Regions from separate parts of the Mus musculus genome. Here regions 1 and 3 are each linked to region 2. A link is a contact called in public Micro-C data. All regions are on one chromosome and are shown on one strand. The core of a region is the stretch at or near the end of the contact, and the rest is flanking DNA. Distances in the headings are between cores, read along the strand shown. Region 1 holds the start of Nyx (nyctalopin). Region 2 has its middle 13 kb from the start of Gm34661. Region 3 has its middle 26 kb from the start of Nyx.

Evidence for each region. Hi-C and Micro-C count contacts between places; a contact is called where the count stands out from the background.
Region 1: a contact with region 2 is called in a Micro-C map of granulosa cells, with 2.0 times the contacts expected there. The contact joins the promoter of Nyx here to the enhancer-like site in region 2. A contact is called at or near these places in 14 of 39 promoter capture datasets (the 3T3-L1 cell line, 3T3-L1-derived adipocytes, cranial neural crest and 7 more), 32 of 484 Hi-C or Micro-C datasets (the AML12 cell line, B cells, the Ba/F3 cell line and 16 more), 13 of 115 datasets of contacts at active chromatin or transcription factors (T-cell acute lymphoblastic leukemia, acute myeloid leukemia, embryonic fibroblasts and 4 more) and 3 of 9 other capture datasets (adipose tissue, embryonic stem cells and liver).
Region 3: a Micro-C map of granulosa cells shows a contact between it and region 2, with 2.6 times the contacts expected there. The contact joins two enhancer-like sites. A contact is called at or near these places in 8 of 484 Hi-C or Micro-C datasets (B cells, CD4 T cells, the HPC-7 cell line and 4 more) and 6 of 115 datasets of contacts at active chromatin or transcription factors (double positive thymocytes, embryonic stem cells and epiblast stem cells).

What each region holds. Positions count from the first base shown.
Region 1 is chrX:13,458,321-13,462,517 of GRCm38.p6, reverse strand. Nyx (nyctalopin) reads right to left here and starts at 1,428. Exons shown (of 4, transcript NM_173415.5): 1 at 1,035-1,428.
Region 2 is chrX:13,358,735-13,363,110 of GRCm38.p6, reverse strand. No RefSeq gene overlaps it. Among named protein-coding and RNA genes, the nearest start is that of Gm34661, 13 kb to the right of the region's middle. Within about 2 kb of position 2,515, at least 4 of the 459 cell types and tissues checked have an H3K27ac peak or open chromatin away from gene starts, as enhancers often do. A contact at or near this core is called in granulosa cells, where this site is marked.
Region 3 is chrX:13,432,952-13,437,370 of GRCm38.p6, reverse strand. No RefSeq gene overlaps it. Among named protein-coding and RNA genes, the nearest start is that of Nyx, 26 kb to the left of the region's middle. Within about 2 kb of position 2,515, at least 2 of the 459 cell types and tissues checked have an H3K27ac peak or open chromatin away from gene starts, as enhancers often do. A contact at or near this core is called in granulosa cells, where this site is marked.

The DNA.
Region 1 (4,197 bases), core at 179-2,678, 100 kb before region 2:
TCAGATATAAAAAAATAAAGTAAATGGTTATTAAAGGTTCTAAAATAAGTCAATTTTGACTCTCCTCTTTTCACAAAATTCCACACCAAGTTGTTCTAATCAGACGAAGCTTCTTCAGAAAACTTGAGGTTACAATGCTGAAGGCAGAGCAAGGAATTGGTCGCCTAGGTTATGGTTGGTTTTTGTTGTTTTGCTTTTGTTGTTTTTTTTTTTTTTTTGTTTTCTCTCCTGAGATTCCAGTAAGAAGCCAAAGAGTCACCCTCACTGCCTATGTGAGATCAGGATGAGGCACCCCTAAACTGCCTTAGCTGAAACCATCCTTTTGTTGGAATCCCTGGCTCCTTGTAGGGCTGGGGGAATCGACCTGAATTCACAGCCTTAGCTCTGGACTGCAGCAGGGGACGCTACTTATTCTGCTGACTCTCAGAATGACGTCACCCCAAGGACAGGCCCAGACAAAGTCGGGATGCAGGCTCGTACCGGATTCCGGGTCCTGCGCACAAAGCGTGCCTTGGCGGTCGGTCGTAGAGGGGCAGCTGGCCACGAGTCCCCAGTATGAACGTTTAAGTCCCTATTCCTTCCCACCTCTCTGGATTTCGAAAACTAGTTCAGCTCGCTAGCCCGGGTTAGCAACCACTCGTGACGCACCAGGGGACTTTTTCCCTCTCAAGGTCACGTCCTTGCGAAACCTGGACAGCCACTGCGGGTAACCCGTGCTGCAGCCCCGCCCGCTCCCAAGGTCTGGTGGGGCGGGGCATCCGAGCATGGGCCCCGCCCTCCCAGGCTTGCCCATCAGAGGGCGCTGAAGCTCCAGCGCTGGACCAGTGCCACCGCAACCTATCTTATCGTCCCCGCCAGGAAGCAGGCTCCAGCATGGCGGCGCGGGGGCGGCTGCCTGGCCCGGAAAGGCCCGGGGCACGCCTGAGCCGGAAATCTTAGTCACGCACCTGAAGTCGCTGGAAGGCTAGCTGCCCTGGTCAAAGGACAGCCTGCCAAAAGTCCCTCTGGAGAGGGTCCTTCAGTGACCTACTCACCTGACTGACCCTGGAGTCAGGAGGGTGGATAATAAGCCAGTCTGACACAGCACATAAAGGGTTGGCCCAGGATTTCTTCTGCTGTGCTTCTCAACAGACTCGCTGCCCTAATACTCCAAAATGCACGTTCCAGGAGCTGCATGTGAAATCGCCACTCTCTGTGGCCTCCAAAAATAGAGCTGTAGGCCCATCTGCCTTGCCCAAGGAAAAGACCCAAACTCAATGCAGCAGGGAACTGCCAAGTATCAAATCAATGTCCCAGTCTCAAAGAGGCCTCTGAAACAATGGTTGATGGCGCTGACACATGCTAAGAGGTGAAAGAGGTCCTGGGACAGGTTTCCTAAGCCACCAGCAGCACGGCCAGACAACAGTTGAAATCAGTAGTTATGGACCTAAGGAGCTAGAGGCTTTAGAATAAAATGTTAGGGGGAAGAAAGGAATTGTTCTGATCTGTGATCAGAAGGACTAGGATAAGAGGAATTGGGCAGAGTCCCAGGAGTGAAGGGTTAGTCAGTCCATAGCAGAATTGCTGCATTTTGGCAAGTCCGTTCTGAAAGCTGAAAGTGAGGTGACCTTCAATGGGTAGTCTTCGGCACACAGGGCAACAATGCAGTGCAGCAGATTTGTCCTTTTCTTTGTTGATTTAGCTGGAAGCTGTCAGTTAAAATAATCTCATCTGATCTCTTCCTCCATTCTCTGGCCTGTAACTTAATTTAGAGAGTTTCAGAATTCTCTTATCACAGGTATTCAAGGCAGGCAAAAGATCCCGGAACATCTGATTTCAGAAGACAAGCCATCGAAGATACCTGAGTCTGTGCAATGTTGAGCCACCAGGCAACTGAGTCTCTGCTGATGACCTGTCAGAAAAACAAATGCTGGGAGAGGCTTGGGCCTCCCTGCTGCTCTCAGATAGGCACCTTTTGCCACTTAGAAAATTAGTGTTTGACAGACATACACGAGGCTAGAGCTTGAAGCTGACCAGCAAAGAAAAGATACAAAGGCTTCCACTTTCCACCTGTCAAAGGAATGGATCTAGGGACAAAGAAGTCTGTCGGGCCTGAGATGGGATGGGATCTTCCACCCCACAAAACCCCTGAGGCGTCTATTTGAAAAAATGGGTGAGCTTTAAAACATTTTCCTCACCTGGACTTGAATTTAAAATCCTGTTAGGTTTGAGAGTCGCCTTTCCTGGATACATGTGGCTACCGTTCCTCGTGAAAGAACCCTCTCCTTACAGCAAATGGAGGCTACCACAGAAAACCACAACTGGAGCAATAGATTCTAGGGAGCTCAGGCCCAATGGATACACCTACACCACCACTCCTGCATCTATGACTCAGGGAGCATCGATGAAGAGAAGGAAGTCTGCTGTGAAATGGTCTCTCCTACAAATGACTGCATAAACAAACCAGAACAAAGGTAATATCACAGACATGTTCTCAGGGAAGGGGAAATCCACCAGGCCCCATCCTTAGGCAAAGAGCTACCTACAGGCAACTAATGGCTTTGGGAAAGATGACTAGCCTCTCCCAGTAATGAGCATCCTTAATTGGTTGTCTAATGCAGAATGGTCAGCCTTGAACACACATACACACACACACACACACACACACACATCACCAACAAAAATGGACTGAGCAGGTTGGATATGTGTGTGTGTGTGTGTGTGCACACGCGCGTGCATATTTCATACTCACATGCACACAAATATGTATGTAACAATAAATAAAATATGCTATCTACTTAGGAGTATACGAGGACATAGGAGGGCATCAGGGAAGGGTAGCTGGAAAGTGCTAGAGGGAGGAAAGTGGTATGATTCTATTTCAATTATAAACATAGTTTGAAGTAAAATTAAAATATATATAACATTATAGAGAGTATATCATTGGTGGTACGACTAACAATGCATAACTAAAAGCCCGCACACAAGAGGCTGAAGCAGAAGAACTGTATTTGAAGCCACCCTGGATTATATGTGACTCTCTTCCCTTCTCTTCTCTTCTCTTTTCTTCTCTTGTCTTCTCTTGTCTTCTCTTGTCTCCTCTTCTCTCCTCTCCTCTCCTCTCCTCTCCTCTCCTCTCCTCTCCTCTCCTCTCCTCCCTGCTCCTCTCCCCTCCCCTCCCTTCCCTTCCCCGCTCCTCTCCTTAACCCTCCCCTCCCCTCCCCTCCCTTCTCTTCTCTTCTCTTCTCTTCTCTTCTCTTCTCTTCTCTTCTCTTCTCTTCTCTCTCTGTTATACACATTCATACATGCATGTACATTGTTATAAATATACATTATATATAAATGATTTTATGTTTCTAAAACGTGGAATGAAAAACAAAGATATATTGGGACAAAGAAGATGGCTGTGGAGAGAGGTAAAAGCAAAGCATGAGGCCCTGAGATCAAACCCTCAGCACCAACATTAAAAAAAAACAAACAAAAAAAAAAACCCCAGATACAGCTGCACATGACTGTAACCACAGCATTGAAACACAAGTGGATCCTGGGAGCTGCTTGCCCAGCCCACTTACCTGAACCCGCAGGTTTCCTGTTCAGTAAGAGATCTTTCCTAAGCAAAGCAACAAGGCTGAGAGCAATAGAGAAAAACATCAAACATCCTGCTCTGACCATTACTTCTGTGCACCAAGCATGTACTACACACAGACAACACACACAAATAAAAGAAATAAAAACTCTGTTACAGGGAACATAGACAATCTGGGGACCAGGGTCCCCTTATCTTAGGAAAGAATCGATTAGCATGCCTCATTTACATTTACATGTGTTCTAGGCATTGTCCTATGACTTTTTATAAATTGTAAAATGGCCAAAGGCTCACTCGGGAGGAATTTAGACTTCTCCACCTCCCCATTTGGCCAATTTGTAAATAAATCATCTTTCTTTTACCAATGTCTGTAGCCAGGCTTTTGGCCACTTTGTGGGTTCTTTTTTCTTCCACCCTTATTTCATCCTTTCAACCCCCCAACATTAGGTAGGAGTGAAAAAAGGATAGGAGGGAAAGGGGGCCATTATCAGTAGACTGCTTCCTGCTCACTGGGGTCAACAAGTTCCTTGGGGAAAGTTTGTTTGTCATCACCAGGATAGCTAATTCCTTCTCATTTTTTTTTGTTCATGATCACTTGAAAAACCACAATATACAACACCCAACAGCATCCA
Region 2 (4,376 bases), core at 1,266-3,765:
CAGGACAGCCAGTGATACACAGAGCAATCTTGTCTCAAATAAACAAACAAACAAACAAAAGAATATTACTAATAAGCCAAAAAGTTATAATTGAATCACTCATACCCCGTTGTCTGAATATTCTGTTCACCACCTGTCCACCACCCTTCTTCCCTCACTCAGGACCAATCAGCTTAAAGGTTAGCTGGTAATACTTTTGTCTAGTTAGCCAAAAAGGTTGTACCACTTTGCTGCTTGCCTTCAAACTTTTGGACCTGTTTTTTCCTATAAAAAACCTGCCCTGAGGACAGACTGATGCCACATTAGGTTTTTCCTTCCTGTGGTCCTGGGCATCCAGTATTTATGGTGTGTGCTCAATAAACTATTCTTGCCTAACTGAGACTGATATACAGATGGTGTGTGTGGCAACTCCCAGACCCCAACAATGGCCTTGATGGAGTGGGTGTGCCTTTGCTTGAGGAGGTACATCATGGGGGGGTGGGGGGGTCCTGGCTTTGAGGTCTCCTATGTTCAAGCCACGCCCAGTGTGACAGTTCTTTTTACTGATGCCTGCAGATCCAGAACTCCCGGTCCTCAAGCATCATGTCTGCCTCCACTCTGGCATATTTCCCATCATGATAATAAACTGAACCTCTGAAACTGTAAGCCAGCACCAATTAAATGTTTGCCTTTATAAGAGTTGCCATAAATATGGTGTTTCTTCACAGTGATAGAAACCCTAACTAAGATAATGTGTAGGGGCAGAGATACCTTCATAAACAGAATAAGAAATCAGAGAAAACAATGAAAATACAAGTACAAAAATTTGTTTTGTTTTTCTAGACAGGGTTTCTCTGTGTAGCCCTGGCTATCCTGAAACTCACTCTGTAGACCAGGCTGGCCTGGAAGTCAGAGATCCACCTACCTCTACTTCCTGAGTGCTGGGATTAAAGACATGTGCCACCATACCCAACCAAGTACAAGAATTATAAAAGTGATATTAAAAATTAGGTATATTGGCGCATATCTGTTATCTCAAAACATGAGAAGTGGAAACAGGGGACCAGAAGTTCAAAAACAGCCTGAGCTACACAGAGAGCTTGAAACCAGCCTGGGCTACATAGAGAGCTTGAAACCAGCCTGGGCTACATAGAGAGCTTGAAACCAGCCTGGGCTACATTGAGAGCTTGAAACCAGCCTGAGCTACACAGAGATCTTGAAACCAGCCTGGGCTACATAAGATCCTTTCTCAAAACACAAACTAAACTGTTACATTTAATATGCTTGGAGAAAAATGTAGCGTGTAGTTGTTAAAGAACAATGTACGCTATTGCTGGCTAGACACAGGCGGTCTCAGTCTGTTCCCAGCCTGCTACATAGCCTGAGACAGAGACTGAGTGGCTCTCCTTGCCAACAACTCTCCCAGAAACAGCAGCTCTGCCTCCCCAGAGCTCCTTGGCCAGCTGCTGCCAAACTGCTCTCTTCCCGTTCCAAAGCCTGGCGGAATTCTGCCCTGGCTAAGTTCTTTACCTTAGGCCAACTTGAGTCGCTGTGAAGTAAAACACCAGACAATCTTAGTTTAGAATCAATAGATAACACAACCGCTGGGTGCCGAGTATATTCTCTTAGACACTTAAAATTGGTTACCAGAATTATACAAATTCGTCAAAATTCCACAGAATGCTGAAAAAAATCAAAGTCAAAGACATCTTCCAAAGATGAGATAATACAAAAATGAGAAGTACAACTGGATGTAACTGTACAGGACCTAGACCTTAGTAAGCACCAAGACCTTAGCACAGCTGACGCCATGATGAGAGTACAATTTAGGCTGTAAAACTCAACCCCGTGCCAAAACAAAAGCAAAGCCCTGATCCATTAAAGCCCATAATTTTGGGAAAGCCTCAAAATGTACTAACCTTGCTTTTTTACTCCTGTAGTTGTGCCTCCGCATGTTAACTGAAGTATGTCAACTCAGGACAAGGCTTTTGTGTTAAAAAGCTCAGGGCTACACTGGGATTCTGAACACCCAATGTAGGTGGCTGCCTGCTAATAAGACTTTCTATTGGCTTAAACCCATGTCCGAGCAGTCTTCTCTGGTGGATACCCCTCAAAAGGTGACAGGGCTTGAGAGGCTAGTGTTGGGGTCAAAGAGTCACCCACAAAGCACACCAACACTAATTTCAGTCGGACAGGGATGATTTACTGAACGCACACCCTAAGACTGATAGATCAGAGCCATAGCTCAGAATGCTGGGCGAAGGCTATGAAGGCAAACATCTTTCTCTGTTAGCTTATGAAGGCTAAAACTGCCAAAACCACACCGAGCTCATATGCAGGTGCAAGAAGTGCTGCCCGGTGGTCGGCTCTGACTCAAGTCCTTTTAGACATAACAGTTCATACTGACCTTTAATTTGATGGGTCCTAGATAAAGCTTTGTGGAATTTCTTACGATTAACAGACCTCAAACAGAACATAACAAGATACGCAATCAGCATGACCTTGCTCTGAATCAAGTTGTTCTTCTGTGTCAGTGACTGCCAGGAATATTGCAGCAACAATATGAAATAGCTGGCAGGCATGGAACAAAATGACTACAGCTATGCTAGGGGAGCAGGCCTCAACAGCTAGGGCAGAAAGATGGTTACAAGAAGTTTATCTGGGCTACACTGTAAGACCCTGTCTCAAAAAAAAGGGGGGGGACTGCAAATGTAGCAAGGTTGGTAGAATGTGTGCATGAGATCCTAAGTTCATATCTCAACACGATATAAAGCAGACCTGGTGGGGGGCTGGAGAGGTAGCTCAGTGGTGAAGAGCACTGACTGATCTTCAAATCCCAGCACCCACATGGCAGCTCAGAACTGTCTGTAACTTCAGTTCCAGAGGCTCAAACACCCTCACACTGACATACAAGCAGGCAAAACTTCAATGCATATGAAATAAAAATCAATAATAAGCCAGGCGGTGGTGGCACACACCTTTAATCCCAGCACTCGGGAGACAGAGGCAGGCGGATTTCTGAGTTTGAGGCCAGCCTGGTCTATAAAGTGAGTTCCAGGACAGCTGGAATACACAGAGAAACCCTGTTTCGAAAAACAAAAACAAAAAACAAACAAAAAAATCAATAATAATAATAATAATAATAGTAAACCCAGACATGGTGGTTTGCATCTCTATTGCTACTCCTCTGGAGGTAGAGGCGGGAGGATCATGTGTTCAAGACCATTCTCTGCTACACAGTGACTTCCAGGTCAATCTGAGCTACACAAGACTTTGTCTCAAAGGGGGAAATGGTAAAGAAGTGTGATGGTGGCGACTTGTGGTATACATAGAAGGTGTAGCCACTGAGACGGAGAGTTCAGTTTTCAATTCAAGGTATCTATATCTCAATTATACTAGATAACTGGGGTTTTGTTGTTTTGTTTTTTATTGTTATTGTTTCTTTGGTTGCTTTGTTTTTTGTGACCAGGCTGGCCTCAAACTCTCAATCCTAGGGATATAGCTCCACGGCAGAGCATTTAGCTACAAATTCTCAATCCTCCTGCCCCAGCATCCCACATGTGCATTACAGGTGCTTGCTATAATACATGGCTCAATTTTTATTTTGTTTTGTGTATATCGTATGTTCACTTTTATACAGCAATTTCTTTGCATCTCTGCAGTAAAAAAGAACTTGGCAGACCAGATGTGCTGACACATGCCTCTTACATCAGCACTTGAGAGGCTCAAGAATTCAAGATCATCCTCACTACATCAAGAACATCCTCAAAACCTGGCAGTAGTGGCACGCACGTACCTTTAATCCCAGCACTCTGTAGGCAGAGGCAGGCGGATCGCTGAGTTTGCAGCAACCTGGTCTACAGAGTGAGTTCCAGGACAGCCAGGGCTACATAGAGAAACCCTGTCTCTAAAACAAAAAGCTGGGTGTGATAGCTCAAGGCTTTATTCCCAGCACATGGGGATACAGAGACAGGTGGATCTCTGTGAATACTAGGCCAGCCTGGTCTACATAGAGAATTCCAGGACAGCTTATCTTTTATACACACACACACACACACACACACACATATGTATGAAGATGCAATAAACACTTAAATGTCAGCCTCTGGCCTCCACACAGGCATACCCGCACACATGTGTGCACACAAACATATACCGCACACACACACAAAGAAAACATTTTAAAAGAAAGCGACACTCCTTAACATATAAAAATCTTGAGCTCACTCTGTGACCAAGGTGAGCCTTGAATCTTAGATTCCCTTACATCTGCCTCCCAGGCAATTGTCTAAAAGTTTGAAACTGGGGCTAGAGAGATGGCTCAGCAGTAAGTGCCTGGGCTTCTCTTAGAGAGGACCTGTGTTCATTTCCCAGCACCCACATGATGGCTCACAACC
Region 3 (4,419 bases), core at 1,266-3,765, 74 kb before region 2:
AAGCCACTGAGCTTAGAATCCTGTGAGAAGTCAGTAAGGAAGTTAACCTATTCAGTAACTAATTAAGCATTACAACAGACAGAGCCAGTGGCTCAACTGGTCTGCAGAAAGAGCCAGGGAATCTCACTGAGATAGAAATCTTCAGTAAGGCTACATTGCATATTAAAAGCAAGTTGGTGAATTCTTCTGACAAATGGAGAATCTCCTGATACTTAAAAGTTATGCTCATATAAGAATTTAGCAAGGCCTAGGAAATTAGGGGGGTTGTGATATTGCATTATTCATGAGGTCTGCCAAGAGCAGAACCCCCTGGTGCTGGCCTTCACAAGGTTCAAAGGTATAACACTAGAGTGTGAAATCTTTGCCTGTCACTAAGCTGATCCTAGGCAGGACTGCTTTATCTTTACTGTAAACATTTACCTGGTTCCTGTAAATCCTTTTGAAGTCATTCCTTTTTTGTACTTGGTAACTTCAATGTACCTTGCCTGCTGTGACTTCCAACCCCCTGTATTCTCTGTACTATAAAAAGTTCGATGCTCGACCTGACAAATAAATTCAGATTCTACACAACCTCTCCTGTGTGCTGTCTTACTGTCTGCAATTTCATCCAACGCTTTGCCCACCTGCGACTAGAGACCCATTCCACACAAACATAGGGACCCAGAGGGTCTGTGGCAGTATGCATGTCCAGTTTGGACTCATTTGAGAGCCTGTTGCAATTTCTGTTTCAGCCTTCTATGATACACAATAAGAAATGTTAAGGCTGGTGGTGCCACACACATTTAATCACAGCACTTGGGAAGCAGAGGCAGGTGGATCTCTGAGTTCTAGGCCAGCCTGAAATATAGAGTGAGTTCCAAGATAGTAGGCTACCAGAGAAATCCCATCTTAAAAGGAACAAAACAAAAACAAGCAAACAAAAACCCCAAACAATAGCATCTCAATGTTTTTCTGAGTGCTAAAACATCAAGAGAAAGTCCTTGTGGGTTGTGAGGGAAGGTTTGATGAAACTAAAAGCCAAAACTTAAACAGACACAGCAAAACAAAACAAAGCATGACTACATGAATCATTATAAGCTGAATATCTTCATATCCACCAGGAATGTCAACAATGAATCTCAGGCCAGCAAGATGACTCAGTGGGCATTTGCCACAAAGCCCAATTACCTGGGTTCAATTCCTGTGGTCCATATGGTGGAGGGAGAGGACAGATTTCCACAGATTTTCCTCTGACTTTCTTCTGCGTGGGTCCTGTGGTACCCATTCATGCCCACAGAAGAAATAAATCGTAACTTTTTTTTTTAAAGATAAGCACCTGGGGGGGAGGGCGGGGGGGCTGAAGGAATGGCTCACCAGTTAAGGCCACCTGCTTTGGCAGAAGACCCTGGTTTGGTTCCCAGCACACGCATTGCTGCTCACAGCCAGCTCCTAGCTCTGGTTCTGAGGGAACGCCCTTCCCCCAATAAGAAAGAAAGAAAACAAAAGAAAAGCTCTGTTTGCATCTTCCCCACTTATATTCCCATCAAACTTACTCATGGGGACTGCCTTATAGCCACTTGTGATTCTATCTCTGGGACATCCAATGCCCTCTTTTGGTCTTTATGGGAATCTGGACACATAAGGCATTCATCCACACAATCAGATAAATAAAAATAATAAAGACTAATCTCCAAAAAGCTAGAAATGTCTGTTACCTCACTCAGGAACTCTCATGCTTGCCATCTTCATCACTGTCCTTCCTCCTCCATAGGGATTCAGGATGTCAGCTTTGACAGTAATCATAAAACTATGTCTTATCACTCAACTGCCCACCTTTACCTCCTTAGCTTGCCTTTAATTTTTTTTTTTATTGGTTTGAGGGACTGGAGAGGTGGCTTAGTAAAGGACTCTGATTCAATTCCCAGCACTCACATGGCTGCTCACAGACATCTCTTAGTTCTAGTTCTAAGGGGAAATTAAACAAAAACAAAAGAAAACAACAACAACGAAAAGAAAGAAAGCAAATAAAGAAATGTTCCTGTCTCCATCTTCTCTGATTTATATTCCTAATCAGAGTTAAAAGTCAAGCATAGGGACTGATAAGGTAATGCCCACTAATAAGGTAACAGTCCTGTCATTGGAAATAACTCTCCATCCAATTACTTTCTCTATTGTATCCTCACAGCGTTCATCCCTGGATTTGGCTAAGAATTAGTATTATAGGTCTGGCCACTGCTCTGCCAGCCTCCATCAGGCCTGCTGAACAATGAAAACCAGGTTAGGTGCCCCCCACCCAGACACCAGTTCCCCTGCCCTTCTCCTGGGACACAGCATGCCCAGTTGCTCTGAGCTAGCTGCTGGCTGTGTCAGAGCTCCATTGTCTGGCCACTGCTCTGCTAGCCCCCATCAAGCCAATCAAAGAAGGAACACCCAGGCCTGCTACATCAAGAACATCTAGTCGAAGGCTGCCCACCCAAGGCCTGCTGCATGGGAAACATCCAGATTAGAGCTGCCTTCCTGATACCTCCTACACCAGGAATATCCAGGGAACACAAACAGCAAGAGCCAGGGCAATATGGCACCTTCAGAGCAAAGCTATCTCTACAGCAAGCCCTGGCTATCCTAACCCAACCAAAGCACAAGAAAGTGACCTTTAAAACATCCTTGTAAAGATAATTGATGCTTTTAAAGAGGAAACTAAGAAATCCCTTAGAGAACTTCAGGAAAATACAATCAGATATGTACAGGCCTTTAAAGAGGAAACTAATAAATCCTTTAAAGATATACAGGAAAATACAACTAAACAGTCGAAGGAAATGAATAAAACTGTTTAAGACCTGGAAAAGGAAATAAAAGCAATAAAAAAGCACAATATGAGGGAACCCTGTTGCTGGAAAAACTTGTGTCAGTAGAAAAGGATGCATATAGTCCTGCAGTGACTTGATATGCCAAGGTTGGGGCGATGGGAGGCAGGGGGAGATTCTCCTTCTCAGAGAAGAAGAAGAAAGAATGGGGGGAGAAGATGTGGGAGGGAGACTGGGAGGAGAGGGACAGGTATTGGGATGTAAAGTGGATAGATAGATAGATAGATAGATAGATAGATAGATAGATAGATAAATTCATAGTGGGCTTAGAGCATGGCTTCATGGTAAAGCCCTTGCCCAGCATGTCTGAGCCTCTGAGCTGGATCTGTACCACTTTTTTTTTTTTAAATCACAGCTCATACAAACAAAAACAATGGAATGGGAAAAGGCATTATATTGCAATAGCATCATGGATTCTAATATTTCATCTAAGCATGCTCCCAAATGTCAGGACCAGAACATTCTATTCCTCCTCCTCCTCCTCCTCCTCTTCCTCCTCCTCCTCCTGTGTGATGTGATGCAGTATAATGACACAGCTCCAGGGCCTGGTGACACTGGCCTAGAATCCTATCTACTCAGGGGACTGAAGCAGGAAGATTACAAAATAAAAGCTGGGCCACTGAGTGGGTGAGTTTAAACTCAGCCTGACTCACTTAACCAAGACCTTGTGAAAGGTCTCAGAACCAAATCAAAAGCTAGAGTTAGAGTCTAACATATGCAAGGCCCCAGGTCTAGTCCCCAACAACAACAACAACAACAACAAAACAAAAACAAAAAAAACACAACAGAGAATGGCCAACTCTGGTGCCAATGTTACTCACACCAAACTAAAAACAAGCAGAAAGATTGCAAAGCCAATTCAACCTCCACATCTAACCACTGTTTAAAGCAATGTGACAGATGGAGGAAATGCATTGAACGACACCAGACAAATGCACAGTCAGCTAAATATAGACTAGAAAGTTCTATGTGGCATATGATCCATTTTTTTCTCACCAAATTAATAGAATGGGGAGAGAATGAAAAAAAAAGAGGCTTCGAAAGAAAGAAAGAAGGAAAGAAAGAGAGAGAGAGAGAGAGAGAGAGAGAGAGAGAGAGAAAGAAAGAAAGAAAGAAAGAAAGAAAGAAAGAAAGAAAGAGAGGGAGGGAGGGAGGGAAGGAAGGAGGGAGGGAAGGAGAGAGAGAAGGGGGAAGAAAGGAAGGAAGGAAGGAAGGAAGGAAGGAAGGAAGGAAGGAAGGAAGGAAAGAGACAACAAAAGACACAAGAAAACATCAAGTAATGCTGCAATTGGGGAACAATCTTTGCCTGAAACAAAATAGAGTGTCAGATAGCATTCTAGAACTGGTTTCCTGTTGGACATGATAAAGGTTCTGTTTTTAAAGTCCTTACTCACTAGGGGGGAAAACACACAAATGTCTAGTGTGAGATGAGATTGCATTTTGGATTTAACTTCAGTCAAGCTAAACAAGTGGCGGGGCGAAGGGCTAACAGAAAGCTGGTAGCTTTGAGAATTGACAGGTGAGGGCATGGGTTTGCTACATTCCTGCATACTGCCAATGTTTCCCAATCCCTTTG